Regions from separate parts of the Mus musculus genome. Here region 1 is linked to region 2. Evidence: chromatin contacts called from public promoter capture Hi-C data. All regions are on one chromosome and are shown on one strand. Each heading gives the region's core, a stretch centred on a gene start, on an enhancer-like site or on the middle of the called end of the contact. The rest is flanking DNA. Distances are from core to core; before and after follow the strand shown.

Region 1 (6,514 bases), core at 2,161-4,660, 170 kb before region 2:
TAGCTTTGAGGGCACTGGAGACAGAAGGATCCCTGAGCTTCGCAGCTCCAGTTTCAGGCAGATACTCTGCCTCAAAGGAATAGACAGAAAATGATAAAGGTGGGTCCCTAGTCCCCTCTTCTGGCCTCTGCGTGCACCCCATCACATGAACATGCAGAGATAGGCAAATCTAAAAATTAAAAAGTGTGATAGCAAGCCCCTCTAATCCCCCAGCTTGGGAGGCAGAAGCAGGAAGATCAAGATCATGCTTGGTTACTTGAGTTTGAAGCCAGCCTGAGAAACATGAGACCTTGTTTCAAGAACCAGTGTGATGGAGATATGGCTCAGGAGTTACGGCTCCTCTTCTAGAGGTTCAATTCCCAGCACCCATATGGTAGCAAACCACTGTCTGTAGCTCTAGTTCCAGGGGATCAGTGTCTTCCTTTGGCCTCCATGGGCACTGTATACATGTGCTATACAGACCTACATGTAGGCAAACATCCATACATACATGTAAAATTTAAAAACAAACAACAACAAAAACTTGAGAGTTTGAGGGATGGCTCAGTGGTTAAGAGCACTGGCTGTTCTTCAGAGGAGCCAGGCTCAATTCCCAGTACCCACATGGTGGCTCATGGTTCCATCACTCCTGTTCCAGGGGCTCTAGTGCTTTGTTTTCTGGCCTCCACCTGCACCAGGCATACACATACCATTTGCAAACAAACCATTTTTATATATTAACACACATACATACATAGACACACACACACACAGAGTGAACTTTCCCCTGCCCCTAAGTCTGCCAGATTTGCCATCTGCAGGCAGGCCTTGGTCTCTTTATGCTCTTAGAATCCAGTTAGGCCCCTGTGACCCTGCATGCAGCAAGGGGACTGGAGCAGGGGGCACATTGCAGGGAAGCAGCCTTCCTAATCATCTCCCAGTCTTTTCCGGGTACTAGAGCTGGCTCTTCACTGAAGCGAAGGCTGCTCTCTGACACACAGCCTCATCATCTCCCACTGCTGCTATCCAGGTCTTAGGACCTGAGTTCGATCGCACATAAGAGAGAGAAGCAAATTCCACAAATTGTCCTCTGTCATTTGCTCATGCACACACCACTCGGTGGCTTAAAATAACACAGTCATTATTTAAGGGTTCTGGAAGAGTCTGGCAGTATCGAATTCTTTCAGGAACCCCTAAGGAGGAACTGTGATTAATACATTCACCTGAATGCTCTCTCCTTCTCAAGACACTCACTCACATCTGCATCACCCCCTTGTCTGTGTGCAGGAGCATATGACAGTCTCAGGAATTCAGACATCCACATCATTGGAGAGATGATTGCCTTTCAACTCACTACCTAGCATAATCTTTTAAAAACACACATCTGAGCACATTATTCCTCTCTGCCCAGGACCCTGAGAGTTGCTGTGGTTCACAGAGGATACGACTGTTTGGCATCAAGTGCACTGAAAGGCTGGCCACGCCCCTTCTTAGCCGCCTGCTGCCTCCACACCGCTTCCTGTCTGTGACCTAACCTGTACACAGAGCATGCTCCCTACTGCAGGTCTCCACCCCACCCAAGATGTCCTCACTCTACAGAGAGTAGCAAATATTCCTGTGGTAACACTCTAGGCGGCAGGGACCACAGTTACTATGTAAAGACTCCATAGGAGCTAAGAGCCTGGCTAAAGCTTGCCTATGATTGTATCCCTAGCAGGTGCCCGACATGCAGTTGCAAGCAAAACCTGACATGGTCAGGGAGCTCTTGAAGACAAAGGAATATACACGAGATTTGTTTGTTGATCTCGTTTTCTACCGCCTATACTTTGCTCGTGCTCAGCATGTGTGTCTGTGAGTGTGCATGTGCACATGTGTATTATGGATGTGTGTGTGTGTGTGTGTGTGTGTGTGTGTGCATATACAAGGCATGGTGAATGTGTGAAGATCAAAGGACAAGTTCAGCCTATGGTCCTCACCTTCCACTTTGCTGGAAGCAGAGTCTGGGTTGGTTGCCTCTGTGCTGTGCCCTCCTGGCTAAGTGGCCTGTGAGCTTCTGGTGATTCTCCTGTCTCATCTCCTGCTTCCCCATAGGAGCGTTTGGAGTATAGATGCATGCACCACTGCACCTGGCTTTACATGAGTTCTGGGGAATCGAACTCAGGTCTTGATGCTTGCTTGTTTGCTTGCTTGCTTGCTTGCTTGCTTGCTTGCTTGCTTGCTCCTGTGCAGGTACTTACCCACTGAGCCATTGTGTAGCTCCTGCTCCGCATTTACCATCTTTCCTGTGTTACCTCTAGTAGTAGAGTGGAAGCCCTGAGAGGAGAAATTTATCTTGTGTGTATGCATCTCTCACCCCAAATACCAGGGCGGTGCTGTATTCGTGAAGATGTGGGAACAGCCTCCAGGGTACTCAGCATCTCCAGGTTTCCATTTCTCACCAACCTCTTTGAAATCAGCTGATATCCCCATTCTTCATTTTAATCACCCAGCCTAATTTTGACATTAGGCTGACTGGTGGAGACCTTTTAAAAAACATTCACCTGTTGCTCTGAGGATTCAATAAATGAATAAAAGCCAAGCATGTGGTCTACAGCTGCGTGTGGGTTAGCTGCTGTCATTAAGAAATGTCTGTGGGTTGGTGTGTTAATCTTAGCTCTTGGAGGGCTAAGGCAGGTAGATCTCTGAGTTGGAGGCCAGCCTGGTCTATACAGTGAGTTCTGTGATAGCCAGGCTATGTAGAAAGACTTATCTTGGGGTTAGGGGGAGAAAAATAAAAGAAAGAAAAATTGGATGGGACTGGCAAGCTTGCTCAGTGGGGTAAAGGCACTTCTCTTCTACCCTGATAATCTGAGTTCAATCCCCAAGACCCACAGAGTAGAAGGAAAGACCAAATTCCTGAAAGTTGTCCTCTGACTTCCACACACACGCTGTAGAGCATACATGCCAACACACACACTCCCCTCCCAAGTCGACGAATACATACATGTAATATTTTTTTAATGTTTATACTTGCCAGATGTTGCGGCACTTACCCCCAGTCTCAGCACTTCGTAGGATGAGGCAGGGGGATCACAGGTTTCAGGCCAGCTTTGATATCAAGGTCTAAAAAATAAAATTTAAACAGCAGCTAGGTGTGGTGGCCTGTGCCTTTTAATCTCTGGAGGCAGAGACATCCAGATCTCTGTGGGTTTGAGGCCAGCCTGGTCCACAAAGCAAGTTCCAGGCCAACCAGCGCTACACAGCCCAGTCTCAAAATAAAAATAAAATAAAATAAAATAAAATAAAATAAAATAAAATAAAATAGAAAGGGCAGGGAGGTAGGGAGGGCCAGAAGAGCTTGCTTTGGTGGGTGGCTTTAGCTGAGTGCTCTGGGTCAGTCTTAAGTGTTTCTATGTCTGGCCTGCAGGTGGCAGCATGCCCCGGGCCTCCTTGTGATGTCAGGAGGCTGGACAGCCAAGAAAGAAGAAAATGGACTCCCTCCTTCTGAAGACTTGCCTGGAAGCCAGCCCCGAGTGAGTGTGAGCTTTTGCAGCCTCCTGCGTTAGATTGTAGGCGCTGATGTGAACCACATGTGTTCTGTGTTGGAGTTGTTAGTTGATATTCACAATTCGTCTACAAAACCATAATCTGTGAAACCAGCTATCTTTTTAATGTTGCAGGGAATGAAGGACTCCGGGTGGGAGTGGGGAAAGTGCACCCCAGTAGCTCAGCAGGTGTGTGGTATGTTGGAGTGTGAGGTATCTGTGCTAGGCTCTTTAGTCGCTCTCACAGCTGCTCTGTAGTGCTTCAGGGTCCACTGGGGACTTATCCTGGCTCACCAGATCCCGATTTCTGTCAGCCCTAAGGCCAGACTACTCCCTTGATCACCCCACCCACAACCCATTAGTTTAATAGCTTACTTACCCTAAGACCTTATTTGTGCTTCAGTCCTTTGAGGGGCTGGAGAGACCTCAGGGGCTGCGAATGCTTGCGGGTGGAGAACACATCCTTTTCTTTCTAGAGGACATGAGTTCCGTTCCTAGCTCATAACCCACCCCTGGAACTCCAGCTCCAGAGACTGATGTGTTCCTCGGGCCTCTCATGGCACACACACACACAGCTGTGCACATGCACAGGCACAAAAAATAACGCTTTAAAGAAAACTCAGTGGACTTGAATGGGCTGGTGGTCTATTTTTTTTTAATCCCATTTTGTTAGTGTTTCTACCAAATGTTGTATTGTTGTTGAGATTACCTCTGCCTTTTCATGCCAAAGTCACTGCACCCCTCCTTCCTTCTACCCGCCCTCCCTGAATTTCACCTGCTGGGCTTGGTGTGATGACTGTCCCTCAGCTGCGATCCCTTTAAGTCCCCACCTGAGAAGGTTCCTGTGACATCAGCAGCAACCTTGGTGGTCCCTGTTGCTCAGCCCCAACCTGGGTCAGCTTTGCTCCACACTGTCTTCATCCTATGGAATTCCAGACACTCAGCTGGAATGTTGGATCTTAATTTTACCAAACACCCTGCTTAAGAGAGAGGTTTTGCTGGGCGGTGGTGCTGCACGCCTTTAATCCCAGCACTTGGGAGGCAGAGGCAGGTGGATTTCTGAGTTCGAGGCCAGTCTGGTCTACAGAGTGAGTTCCAGGACAGCCAGGGCTATACTGAGAAACCCTGTCTTGAAAAACAAAAAACAAACAAACAAAAAAAGAGTGAGGTTTTTATGGTTGGAAGAAAGAGGTATTTTGTAAATCAAGTTTGCTTTTTGTCTTTTGCCTAAAATTACTAATTTTTAAAAAGTATTTAAATTTGGGCCTGGGCATAATAGTTCATATCTTTAGTTCTAGGGCTGCAGGCTGATCTCTATGGGTTTGAGGAAACCTTGATCTACATAGTAAGTTCCCAGACAGCCAGGGCTACGTAGTGAGACTCTCCAAGTATGATCGCTGTCTTCAAACACTCCAGAAGAGGGCATGGGATCCCATTACAGATGGGTATGAGCCCCATGTGGGGGCTGGAATTGAACTCAGGACCTCTGGAAGAGCAGTCAGTGCTCTTAACCGCTGAGCCATCTCTCCTGCCTTCCAAAACAACTTTTTAATTGATGTATTTTGTTTACAATCCAGTTTCTTTCTCCCTCTCCTGCTCCCTCCTACCTTCACCCCTCCTTCCTCGCTTTGTTTTTTTTTTTGTTTTGTTTTTGTTTTTGTTTTTTTTGAAACAGAGTTTCAACAGTAGCCCTGGCTGTCTGAGAACTCACTCTGTAGACCAGGCTGGCTTCCAACTTATAGATCTGCCTGCCTCTGCCTCCTAAGTGGTGGGCTTGAAGATGGGCACCATGCAGTTTAGTTCCTTTCTCTTCTCTCTCTTAAATTGTCTTCATTTGTTTGCTGTTTCATTTTGGCTATCTGTGGCAGTGGGTTTATTCTCAAGCACAGTCAATAGCCTAGAGAAAGAATTACTACCAGGAGGAGGGGGATGGACGTGGGGTGGCTCAGCAGGCGAAGGTGCTTGCCGCCAAGTCCAGAGACCTGAGTTCAGTCCACAAGACCCACATGGCAGAGAGAGAGAACCAACTCCCACAAGATGTTCTCTGATGTCCATTGTGGTGCTTACAAGTGCACACAGACAGGCACACAAAATAAAATGGAACTTCAAACATGTTTTTTTTTTTTTTTAAAGATTTATTTATTTATTATATGTAAGTACACTGTAGCTGTCTTCAGACACTCCAGAAGAGGGCGTCAGATCTCGTTACGGATGGTTGTGAGCCACCATGTGGTTGCTGGGATTTGAACTCTGGACCTTCAGAAGAGCAGTCGGGTGCTCTTACCCACTGAGCCATCTCACCAGCCCCCAAACATGTTTTTAAACAGCTAATATTAGGGCTGGAGATGTAGCTCAGTGGTAGAAAAAAAAACAACGGCTGGTGGTGGTGGTGATGTTATTCTTTAGTTAGAAATACAGAAGTCAGGGCTAGGGGTGTCACCCAGGGAACTGGCCTACCCTGAGTTTCATTCCCAGCACCTAAAAAAAATGAGAGAGAGAGAGAGAGAGAGAGAGAGAGAGAGAGAGAGAACGAACTGTGACTTACAGAACAAGTTAGGATGCCCCAAGACCCCTGGTTTCTTACCCCTTTGGCCTCCAGTGGATGGGAGATGAACCACATTTGTCTTCATACTGACCAGAAAAACAAAGTGAAATTAACGAGAAACAAAAACATAATCTTCAAACTATACCTGACTTTAAACTTACTATCCTTTATTCAACTGTCTGTCCCGTTTCTTTTAACCCAAATTGTTGAAACACCCTGGCCAAACTTCCCTGATCTGCATGATTCAGATTTTACTGGTTAAGGGTTGAAGTCGCATCACAAGAGCCAGAATGCTTGCCTAGGATGTCCAAGTCTGCATGCTTCGGCCCCAGCACCACAAAGTTAACAAACAAATTACCAGTTAGAGGACAGATGGTGCAGCTAGCTGGTAAAATGTGTCAGATTCCATTCTGCAAACTGGAAAGGGTTGTTGGTGGTGGTGGTTTGGTTTTGAGACAGGGTTTCG
Region 2 (6,489 bases), core at 1,947-4,446:
GGGATCGCTGAGCTTTTGAGCAGTCTTCTGTATAGCAAGTTTCTGGCCGGACTCTTTCTCAGAAACCTTAGAGAGAGGGAGAGCTGGTTCTCTCCCCTGTTCCTGTGGGCTTCAGGGGTAAACTCTGTTGTCAAGCTTTTATGGCAAATACTTGGACCTGCTGAGCCACTGCGCTGATCCCCAGAATTTATTTTTGTCATTAACAGGCTTGACTTTTAAAAGTTGATTTGTTTTGTTTTGTATTTTTCTTATAGACTGACAAAGATGAACAGATCAGAAAAATAAAGTCTAGGCACAGTGATGAACTAACTTCACTGTTGGGGTACTTTCCTAACAAAAAACAGCTTGAAGACTGGCTTCATTCTAAATCCAAAGAAATTAATCAGACCAGGGACAGACTTGCCAAACTGAAGTGAGTTGCTAAAACATTACCATGGATACAGATCTCTTTATTTCGTGCTTTTCTTTTTAAATCGTTTTAAGTATTCATTGTCATGAGATGGTATATCATATTTAAGTAAAATGTAATGGGAGTCGTTGGGGCCTCTTGTTTCGTAAAACTGTAGAAAAAGGATTGACATCGGAGTTTGTTTTCTGTCTGAACATACACTGCTCAGACTTTCTCGAGTGCTCTCTGAAGTGCTGGTTACATGAGAGGTATTTCTCAGTGAGCTTCTAGGGAGATCATAGATTTGACTTTTGCTGTATTAAACTAATGGTGCTTTGTTTGTTCCTTGTGTGAGCAGGGGTCTCACAATGTAGCCCAGGCTGGTCTCCAACTTAAGATCCTCTTGTCTCAACTTTGAAGTGCTGGAATTATAAAATGTATGTCACCATGCCTGGCTCAAATTCTATTTCTTTTGGAAGAGTCTTTTAGTAAATAGGCTTTTTTAAGTTCAGGAAATTGCAAGTTGTTGCAGTTTGTTAAAAAGATAAAGTAATTGGTATTAGCCATGTCACCTTGAAAGAATTGTACAAAGAGGGGCAAGTAAGATATCTCAGAAGGAGCTGGGCGTGGGCCTTTAATAACCCAGCACACGGGAGGCAGAGGCAGGTGGATTTCTGAGTTGGAGGCCAGCCTGGTCTACAAAGTGAGCTCCAGGTCAGCCAGGGCTACATAGAGAAACCCTGTCTCAAAAAACCAAAAAAAAAGATATCTCGGAAGGAACCCTTACTGCCGAGCCTCATGACCTCAGTTCATTCTCAGGAACCCACGTGGTGGGAGAGAGCCGATTCTGCAAGTTATCCTCTCGCCTGCACATGCATACCATGGCGTGCATGGCCTCCACAGTGGAGAAGAGAAGGGGTGCACAGCTAAATGCAAGGGGTAAGCCCCACTGCATGCTAAGGAAGAGGGGCTGTCAGTGGAAGCAGCGACTGCTTGGGGACCAGGATGAGGCAGCTGCAGTGGTGTCTCGGGTGTTTCCTCAAGGAGAGGCCAGGAGGGTTTGGTGCTTCTTGGAGACTGGATAGGATGAAGGCTGCACTTGTTTTTGATGAATGAGGGTGATAAGTGACCACGAGGCGAGCTGTCACAAGAAGGGCCAGGGGAGGTGTTTAGAGGTGCGTAAGGAGTAAGTGCTGTGAGGAGAGCCATGGAGTAGAACTGCTGCTTGTTCTTGTCTCCAGGAGAGCCAGTGGGTGGCTGCTGCTTGCTCCATCCCATAATCTGGGGTCTGAGGCTGTAAGCCCCAGAAATATAGCAGAATTCTGCCCCTATTTATTTATCTGGGAATGGGTCCATGCTCAGGGTTAGCAGATGTCAGTGTCCTAGGAGGAGCGTTCCACTGGAAGATTAAATGAGAACATTCAATTTGTTCTTCTGACTTCTAAAGAAAGAATGTGGTAGTGTGTAGTTACCATGCTTGAGGGCCGTTGTTCTATTTCCAGCACAAAACTATAAAAAATACAAGTATAGGAAAGTAATTGTACATATCTCTTTAACAACTTTTGGCAGAGTTTGTGTAGTAGCTCTTTAACCAAAATTTTCAAATTTCTAGGGAGCTGGAGTAGAGGGCTCAGTGGTAAAGAGCACTGGCTACTCTTGCATTGGCTCTGGGTTTAGTTCCCAGCATGCACGCAGTGGCTCACAACCACCTGTAACTCCAGTTCTGTGGCATCTGATATGCTTTTCTGATGTCTTTGGGTCCCAGGCACATACATAGTGCATGCCCTTATGTGGAGGCAAAGCATTCCGACACATAAACTCAATCTAAATAATTTAAATTTTTCAAATATCCCACATTTGTTTTTATTTTAGCAAAGAGCTAGCTTCAGCTGAACAAAATAAAAATCATATAAATAATGAGCTAAAGAAAAAGGAAGAACAGTTGTCCAGTTATGAAGATAAGCTATTTGATGTTTGTGGTAGCCAAGATTTGGAAAGTGATTTGGGCAGACTTAAAGAAGAAATTGAAAAGTCCTCAAAGCAGCGAGGTAAGTTACAGTTTATAGAGATCATCAAGGCACTTTGACTTTTGAAATTTCATTCACAGGTAACTGCTAAGGATCAGAGATTTTAAGACTTACTTTGAAAATTAATTATAATTGTGTGTATGAAGGGGTATGTGCATGTGAGTCAGGTATCCACCAAGGCCAGAGGCATCAGGTCGTCCTTGGAGGTAGTGTTGCAGATGATAGTGAGCTGTCCAGTGTAGGTGCTAAAAACCAACTCTGCTTCTCTTGCTAGAGCAGCAAGTGCTCTTAACTGCTCAGCCACCCCTCCAGCCCAAGGACTATCCTGGAGGTTTAGAAACTTTGCATAGACCCAAAAGACTTGAACTTGTTCCTGGCTGTATAGCTTCACTGTACAAGTAGCTTTGGGACTTGCTGAACCTTTCTTGTGCTTCAGATTTGTCCTCTATAGAATGAAAATAAAGCTATGCATTATGTAGTACAGTAAGAGGAGCAAATGAGATTGTGTGTGTAAGGAATGCCTAGCACATAGAAGATCTCAGTAAAATGTTAGATGCCAGAGATTATGCAAATAGAATATAGAGTATCCTTAGGAAGATTTAAATGTCAAAATCTTTATTTCCTTTGGGTATACTTATAAAGCAAGAATAATGATTATGGAAGAAATGCATGTGTGTCTGACTAGGGTTTCCTAACCTTTTAAACAGCCATGCTGGCAGGAGCCACAGCAGTTTACTCCCAGTTCATTACGCAGCTGACAGATGAAAACCAGTCCTGCTGCCCAGTCTGTCAGAGAGTATTTCAGACAGAGGCTGAGTTACAGGAAGTCATCAGCGACTTGCAGTCCAAGCTGAGGCTTGCTCCAGATAAACTCAAGTCAACAGAATCGGAACTGAAGAAAAAAGAGCGGCGCCGTGATGAAATGCTTGGGCTTGTGCCCGTGAGGTAAGCCTGAGTAGTCTTGGCTCGGGTGGTCTTTACTCTGTGTTTCCTGAGGCTTGGCTTGAGTCATAGTTACGACAGTTCTAAACTGCTTGTTGATGTCATTTTCCAAACCCCACAAACAAAATATGAAAAGTTCTAAAAAACAACTTAAAAATTTTTATGTATGTGTGTGGATGTTTGCCTACATGTATGTCTGTGCACCACATGGGTACTTGGTACCTGTAGAAGCCCAAAATGGGTATTAGATACCCTGGGACTGGAGTTTTATATGGTTGTGAGCTGGCTGTGAGGGCTGGGAACTAAATCCTGGTCCTCTGGAAGAGTAACCAGTGCTCTTAACTGCTAAGCCCCCCTCTCCCAAAAAACCCTCTAACTTTTAAAACTACATTTTATTTATTTAGTGTGGGTATGGGCATGCAATGTCATTCATGTGGCCGTCAGAGGACAACTTTCAGAAGTTCTCCTTTCCATTATGTAGGTCCTGGGGTTCAAACTCGGGCCATTAGGCTTGGTGGCTGGCATCTTTACCCGCTAAGCAATCTTGTCATTCCCCAAGACAACCTTAAGGGTATGACGTTCTCATCGGTAACTCCTTATCCTCATGCTTCTCCCTCCCAAGGTCGGGTGTGGGCCACCATGTCCTGCTCCAAAGAGCTCTTAACAGTCCGTTCTCTAGACAGGAAGCCTCTTTACTTACTTTACTTTACTTATTTATTTATTTATTTTTGGTTTTTTTTGAGACAGGGTTTCTCTGTAGCCCTGGCTGTCCTGAAACTCACTTTGTAGACCACTCCCTGCCTGTGTGAGACTTTGTTAGCACTGTGTGACTGCTCCTGGTTCTTAGCCAAAATCCTGTCATCATAACTGTCCTTTTTACATGTAACAGGCCTGTCTGTGACCACGGTTTTTGGAAGTAATAAGAAATGGAAGTGATTGCTCATGTTAATATACATATGAAATAGGAACACTTCATTGTTTCTTCTCCCCCCTCCAACCCTCCCTTAAGAACTTGTCTGTTACCACAGTACTTTAAGGTTGGCATTTCTTGGTCATAGTGTATACTTTTTAAAAAATCAGTAACAGTTATAGCATGTAATAGCCAACATTTGGGTTGTTGTTTTTTCCTTGTTATTAGCAGCTAATTTAATTTATTGTACTTTTTAGACTTGCCATATTAATTTAATTTTAAGAAAGAATTTGGAATTTTTCAGAAATAAACTTGATTTTTTTTAAAAAAGTTTATTTTTAGTTTATATGTATGGATGTTTTATTTTCTTGTATGATCTGTGCACTCCATGCATGCAATGCTCATGAAGGCCAGAAGATGTCATTGGACCTCATGTAACAGTTGTTACATACGGTTGTTAGCCACCATGTGGGTGTTGGGAATTAATCCCCAGTTCTCTGAAAGAATACCCAGTGCTTTTAACTGAGCCATCTCTCCAGCCCCTAAACTTTGAATTTAAAAAAAAAAAAAAACTGAATACGTGTTACTGCTTTATAATTGACATCAATAATAATTATAGAGCCAGTACTTGTCTTAGAGACAGTAAGATTCAAATAGTGATATTAAAAAAGGCTGAGCTAGGCGTGGAGGCGCACACCTTTAATCCCAGCACTCGGGAGGCAGAGGCAGGCGGATTTCTGAGTTCGAGGCCAGCCTGGTCTACAAAGTGAGTTCCAGGACAGCCAGGGCTACACAGAGAAACCCTGTCTTGAAAAACCAAAAACCGGGCTGGTGAGATGGCTCAGCAGGTAAGAGCACCTGACTGCTCTTCCTAAGGTCCGGAGTTCAAATCCCAGCAACCATATGGTGGCTCACAACCATCCGTAACGAGATCTGACGCCCTTTTCTGGAGTGTCTGAAGACAGCTACAGTGTACTTACATATAATAAATTAAAAAAAAAAAAAAAAGAGCATACAAAGAAGTCTTAGGACCCAACAAATAAAAAGACTAGCTCTTAAAAAAAAAAGAAAAAAGAAAAACCAAAAAAAAAAAAAGGTTGATGTTTTTATACCTTTTTTTAATACCTTGAGCCCATATAGCATTTGGCTGAGTGCCTGACTTCTTCCCTTCCTCTGTAATTTAAAATACTTTTAATTTTGAAATAACTTTCTACATAGGAAAAACTTAGAAAACTAGTACAGAGAATACATACACACTGTTATGCTGAGCTTAGTGCCTGTGTACAGTTATTGAAACCAGGAAGAGTAACATTGGGCAGCCCTGCTGACTGCAAACCACACTGCAGCCCGGCAGTCCTCACATCCCTGCCTGTCTTCAGGATCCCACGTTGCATCTGATTCTTTCTCCATAGGCTCCTGCAGTCTCTGTGCAACAACAGTGCATCCACCTTTCTGTCTCTGTCATGGTCTTGAAACTTTTTTTTTTAAAGATTTATTTATTATTATATGTAAGTACACTGTAGCTGTCTTTAGATACACTATAAGAGGGCGTCAGATCTCATCACGGGTGGCTGTAAGCCATCGTGTGGTTGCTGGGAATTGAACTCAGGACCTTCAGAAGAGCAGTCAGTGCTCTTAACCCGAAGAGCCACCTCTCCAGCCCATCTTGAAACTTTTGATAGTGCAATCAGTCAGTTTGTAAAATTATCTCTGCTTGGCAACACCCCAGTAATAATTATTATAAACAGTTAACAGTGGCTACTAGCATCAGTAGGCAGATGTTTGAAAACAGGACATTGACATATTCTCAGATCTGTGATATCTCTTAAGATGTATTTTTTAAAATACAAATGGGAAAAAGGAGTCATCTTACAGTCTAGAAACCTGGCTAACACCACCATACCCAAATGGATAGGGTAAACATCACAAATAACTGACATCATTGAGCAGTGACAGGATGTCCGAGAAAAGGTTGGCAGTTCTTCTGTGCTGCTCTTGCCAAAAACACACAGTTTCACTTTAATTATGAGGACGTGTCAGCTAGATTGACTTTCATTGTGTTTTCTTTTAAGGCAAAGCATAATTGATTTGAAGGAAAAGGAAATACCAGAATTAAGAAACCGACTACAGAGTGTCAATAGAGACATACAGCGCCTAAAGAATGACATAGAAGAGCAGGAAACACTCTTGGGTACAATAATGCCTGAAGAAGAAAGTGCTAA

The links. Capture Hi-C pulls out chosen DNA fragments and counts their contacts.
Region 1: a promoter capture Hi-C map of adipose tissue shows a contact between it and region 2. The contact joins two enhancer-like sites. A contact is called at or near these places in 2 of 9 other capture datasets (adipose tissue and liver).

Annotation. Positions count from the first base shown.
Region 1 is chr11:53,846,982-53,853,495 of GRCm38.p6, reverse strand. It overlaps Gm12216 (predicted gene 12216), which reads left to right. Exons shown (of 4, transcript NR_033332.1): 2 at 3,386-3,491. Gm30785 (a long non-coding RNA gene) reads right to left here. Exons shown (of 3, transcript XR_879845.2): 3 at 5,792-6,134. Among named protein-coding and RNA genes, the nearest start is that of Gm12216, 9.0 kb to the left of the region's middle. Within about 2 kb of position 3,410, at least 91 of the 459 cell types and tissues checked have an H3K27ac peak or open chromatin away from gene starts, as enhancers often do. A contact at or near this core is called in adipose tissue, where this site is marked.
Region 2 is chr11:53,680,073-53,686,561 of GRCm38.p6, reverse strand. It overlaps Rad50 (RAD50 double strand break repair protein), which reads left to right. Exons shown (of 25, transcript NM_009012.2): 11 at 255-412; 12 at 2,261-2,436; 13 at 3,123-3,360; 14 at 6,340-6,489. Among named protein-coding and RNA genes, the nearest start is that of Rad50, 24 kb to the left of the region's middle. Within about 2 kb of position 3,196, at least 12 of the 459 cell types and tissues checked have an H3K27ac peak or open chromatin away from gene starts, as enhancers often do. A contact at or near this core is called in adipose tissue, where this site is marked.